Linked DNA regions of Arachis hypogaea: region 1 is linked to region 2. Evidence: chromatin contacts called from public Hi-C data. All regions are on one chromosome and are shown on one strand. The core of a region is the stretch at or near the end of the contact, and the rest is flanking DNA. Distances in the headings are between cores, read along the strand shown.

Evidence for each region. A called contact is a pair of places that touch in the nucleus more often than the background predicts.
Region 1: a Hi-C map of leaf shows a contact between it and region 2, with 4 times the contacts expected there. The contact joins the promoter of LOC140174355 here to the promoter of LOC112703019 in region 2. A contact is called at or near these places in 2 of 8 Hi-C or Micro-C datasets (both in leaf).

The regions. Positions count from the first base shown.
Region 1 is chr7:48,629,053-48,631,752 of arahy.Tifrunner.gnm2.J5K5, forward strand. It overlaps LOC140174355, which reads left to right and starts at 1,340. Exons shown (of 1, transcript XM_072198800.1): 1 at 1,340-2,308. The coding sequence starts at 1,340. The coding sequence ends at 2,308. It overlaps LOC140174356, which reads left to right and starts at 2,309. Exons shown (of 1, transcript XM_072198802.1): 1 at 2,309-2,700. The coding sequence starts at 2,309.
Region 2 is chr7:48,429,115-48,431,814 of arahy.Tifrunner.gnm2.J5K5, forward strand. LOC112703019 reads right to left here and starts at 1,447. Exons shown (of 14, transcript XM_072199463.1): 1 at 1,063-1,447. It overlaps LOC140174483 (a long non-coding RNA gene), which reads left to right and starts at 1,189. Exons shown (of 2, transcript XR_011863996.1): 1 at 1,189-1,651.

The DNA of each region.
Region 1 (2,700 bases), core at 90-2,589, 200 kb after region 2:
ATCGTCTTTAACATGTTTTTTAATTCAAAATCATTCTTAATATTAAAATTATTTTTAAAATAGTTCTTTCCTACTTTAATCTTATTTTTTTGACCAAATTACCTTGAACAAAAATAAAATTATAGAAAAAAAATCTTCCATGCTACCGTCTCAGACCAATCCAATTGTACATACTGCTCTACTCCTCTCACTTCTCTATCAAGCCACCCACTTCTATCATCAGCATCATTTATAATCACCTCTCATTTCATTCAATGTTTTCCTCCTTTTCATTGAAAAATGTTAAAAGTGCAGCCTCAATGTCTTCCTTCCACTAAATAAAACATATCTTTCTCCTTCTTTTGCAGTCTTGTCTGTTCAACACTAGAGTAATTTCTGCAAGCACCTCTCATGAACCATTCAACTATATCCTCAGGCATTGAAAAAACTCGAGTTGCAGTCTTTTTTCCTTGTAATTCTCCTTTCTGATCTTTCGAATTCATGTTATTCTCCTATTGGTGCTCCAACTCCACCATGCAGCCGCACCAAATACGCACCAAGACAGATATGTACTTAGTTATAGTCAGGGGCGCAGGTACATATAAAAAAAGGGGCAATGCCCCCCCCCCCCAAAATTTTAGTTTTATTTAAAAAAAAAAAAACTCTACTCCCCGTTTTCTTTATTTCCCAGCCCCCTCCCTTTTTATTTCATAATTTTTCCAGCTCTCTTGGCCCATTTTAATTTCTACAAATAGCCCAATAACTCATTCCCCATCCCCTTTTTTAATTTTCCAGTATATAACCAGTTTTCTTCCCATCCGGTCATCCCCTATTTTTATTTCCTAAATCTTAATTCCCAGCGCCAGTCTCTCTCTCTTCCCTTTCCCTCCTTCACTTTCCAAAATTTCAGGTAACAACTTTTCCTATTCTTCTTCTTTTTTATCTCTTTAATCTTCTTATCTTTTACCTCTTTGACTCTTATTTTTTTTATTTTTTGCAGATTAAAAAAAAAAGATAGTAGTTCAACAAGTGATTCTTCACTCCTCTTTCTCAAAAAAGGTTCTATTTTTATTCTTTTTTATATATTTAGTTATTTACTTAATTAGTTAATTTATTATTATTTGTTAATTAAGTTTATGTTATTATATGTTAGTATGTATATTTAGTTTTTTTTATTAGTTAATTATTTAATTACAATTTTATATTATTTGTACTAGGATGTTAGTATTATTGTTCTGAATTTTAATATTTTATTTTAAATTAAAATATAATTTTTATATTTTATAAAGATTTAGACTGTAATTTACACTTTTTGCTAAATATATTTTTAATTATAGGAACTTATTTGACCATTTGAATTATGAGTAAGTTCAAAACTATTGATACATTTTTTAAAAGAAAAGATCAAGAGAATGAAGATGCTTCTACTATTACTACTCCAATACTTGAGGGGTCATCAAATTTCATTACTTCAAGTTCTCTATTGAATAGCTCAAAGCGTCCACGACTTCTTCCAAATCAACTGGATGTTTTTCGTTTAGAAAGAGATCCTGGAATGCGACCAATAATTTGGAAGTTTCCTCCAAATAAAAGAGATGAAATCCGTCGGGCTTATATTAAAGTTGGGCCAAATCAACCAATTCTTGATAATTATCCATTTTCTGGTGATAAAAGTCATCGTCGCTTTCAAGCTTCATGGTTTAAATTGTTCCCATCTTGGTTAGAATATTCTATAGAAGATGATGCTATATATTGTTTTCCGTGCTTTCTTTTTGCTAAGGAACCTTCAATCAATACGGGTTCAAATGCTTTTATTGAGAATAGTTTCAGGAATTGGAAGAAAGTGAATAGTGGAAAAGAATGTGCTCTTTTGAATCACATTGGCAAAGGTCCCAACTCATTCCATCATAAGGCGCTGAAATCATGTGATGATTTGATGAAACAATCACAACATATCGACAGACTTCTTCATAAGCAAACATCAGAAGAGATTGAAAAGAATCGAATTCGACTAGGAGCATCTATAGATTGCATTAGATGGTTGACATTTCAAGGTTGTGCATACAGAGGACATGATGAAAGCCAAAGTTCAAGCAATAGAGGTAACTTTTTGGAAATGTTGAAATTTTTGGGATCTTACAATGAAAGAGTGAAAAAGAATGTTCTGGAAAATGCTCCAAAAAATGCTAAGTATACTTCAAATGATGTCCAAAAAGAAATTCTACATATTCTTGCTACTAAGGTGAGAAATTCAATTAGAGAAGAGATTGGAGATGCCAAATTTTGTATTATTGTTGATGAAGCTAGAGATGAATCTAAAAAGGAGTAAATGGCCATTGTTTTGAGATTTGTTGCTCTAGATGGTTTTGTTAAAGAGAGATTCTTTGATCTTGTGCATGTCACTGATACTTGTGCAACAACTTTAAAGAAAGAATTGATTTCTGTCCTTTCTCATTATAATCTCCAAGTTGAAAATATTAGGGGTCAAGGGTATGATGGTGCTAGCAACATGCGGGGTGAGTGGAATGGTTTGCAAGCTTTGTTTCTTAAAGATTCTCCACAAGCATACTATGTACATTGTTTTGTTCATAGGTTACAATTAGCATTGGTGGCAGCTTCAAGAGAGGTACTTCAAATTCATGAATTTTTTACTCAATTAAACTCTATTGTCACTATTGTTAGTGCTTCTTCAAAAAGACATGATCAATTACAAGAAGCTTA
Region 2 (2,700 bases), core at 197-2,696:
GCCAATTTTGAATAGTTTTTTCCTCTTCTTTTTTATTTGTCTTACGCTAAAACCTTTTCTTTTGAGATCAACAAAGGTTGACCTCTAGACCTTTAGATCATAAAAATTCCACTACCCTTGTCATGGAACCACTTGTCCCAGAAGCTTAAAGGTACATAAATGGTTATATTTCAATCAATGTATAACATCATATTGTTTGTTAAGGAACCTTCCTACTCAAATGAATGAAGAAAAGAACCCTAACACAGTAACAGTTGAGCCTCTATCACATTGAAGACTTAGTAAAGAAAATCAATGAACTGTAACAAGCTATAATGTTCCAAATGCAGTCGAAAAAATCCAAGCTATAATCTGGCAACATAATAAGCATCCAACAAAAAGAAGGTAGGGCTTGTAAGCACAAGAACAAAACAGATGTACAAAACTGCCAAATGCCATACAAAACTAGAGTCTATAGAAGATGCTTATATCTATCTTCAGACAGATGTACATTATGACAATAAACACAGCATATTTGAAATATTAACAAGAAGATAACAAATTTGTATCCGGGGTCCCAATCATACCCCTCTCCCTCTGCCCCACCAAAAGAAACAGAAGGAAGTTTCTTGTAATAGAGCCAAATCACAGCATTTTTGTACCAAGTTTCTCACTTTCTCTTTCCAAACTCAAATTCCTTATATTGCCACACTTTCCCCAAACTTACTCCATCAATTAAATACACCACCTTGCAGATTAAGTTAAAAAGCATCATATCTACCAGGGTTAGAAACAGATCATATCACATATTACCCCAAAAAAAATTGCTTTACCTAGAAAGCAATTCCAACAACCGCCACTGAAAATGAAATCATACTTTCAAATTTCAAAACATAGTCACAACTCATAAAGCACTGAAAGAAAACCAAGTTGCAGGAAATTCAAATTTTGCAAAACATCAATCACATGAAACACAAAATCCGACACATGCAGAGAAGAAACAGAAGGTGGGAGAGATATTTCTAAATCAGAAAACTAAATTGATGATGAGATGATGGAGTTTATGATTTGATAACTACTTACCGAAAGAGAGAAAACGTGAAGGTCAAGCAAAGCAAAGCACCACATCAAAGACGCGCTTCCATAGTGATAAAACTCACCGTCAGAAAACCAAGTTGGATATAAAGGCTCAGAGAAAAAACAAAACACAAGAAACCAAAGATAATAACAAATATATCACTTTTTTTTCTAAATCACATGGTCACAATTTTCAAGGGGATATCTTTCTATGACATATCCGACATCATCCACCACAGCATATCTATCCTCACAGGCTCACAGCACGTAACTGGAATTTAAAAAAACATTAAATAAATATCTTTTTTTCTGTTTTTGGAAGATAAAAACTATATAATATGGCTGTCACTATTGAAAATTCAAGTTTGTCGTTGGCTCTCTTCTTCTTTCTGGTTGCGTTATTGAGTCGTTTGGGCGGTTGAGTGCAGAAGTAGTGTGCTTTTCTGATCAGTGATCAGTTGGTGGGAACCAAATTGTGTTCCAAAGATTGTGGAATGACAAAAATGTCCCTTAGTGGGAAGCGGCTGCTATGGCGTCATCAGCATCAACGGCCACGTTGTGGCATGAAGGGACAGCTGCCCTTTTACATGATAAGGTACTTCTTGCCCAATTGGAAATTGGAAAGTAGAAATAAAAATTAAAAATTAGAAATTAGAACTTACGATGCATTTAAGAAGCAATAACTTTATGAGATTGATATGAGATATTTTTGTATGAAATGCTATTAATTGATTTGCGATCATTTTACGGGATTTGTTACTTTACTTTTAAGAATACTATGATGATATAAATACATATAATCAACTTTGATTGTATTGGTCAAACAGCTATCTCATTTATATGTTTACATAAATGTCAAAACTTTGACTTTATTTTATATATATAATAATTTATTAATAAAAAATAAATTATCAAATAAAATTTTAATTTATGATAAATTAATTTTTAACTTTTCAAATTTAACGTTTCATAGGCAAACAAAACGTCATAAAAGTATAATTAAAGCTATAATATAATACAATAATAACTAAAGTAAGACTGAAATTATAATTTTAATTATCTTACTAAATTAATGTATTATTTGTAAGAATGGTAACTTAAAGGTAAAAAAAATATATATATTAAATTAATAAATAACATAATATGTATTATTTTTTTATAAAACAAATATTAAAATATTAATTCAAATATCATAATTAATTTTTTATTAATCTATTTTATTCAATACACTAGACATAATATATACAATGTCAAATTAAATCATTAAACAACACTTTAACATTATTTAATTTAAATATTTAAATGTTATCTTATTTATAAAACAGAAAGAATAAAGTTAGCTAAGAAACAAACAACTACAAAAAATAGTCTGAATGTTGTCCAAACAATACTTTTGGTTTGTTGTCATCAAATACTAATGGTATGAAATATGATTAGTGTTTTGGACAATGAGAAAATGACGTTATTAGCTAAACGGCTAAGTTATTAAAATTAATAAAGTCATTAACTCACGAAATTGTCAAATCATACATTAAATATAAATATTATTAAAGGCATTAAATATATAATGACAGTTATATTCGTATTTTTGTTGTGATTACGAGCTTATGAAATCAGGAGTTTGGAGATTCTAATTTGAGCGGA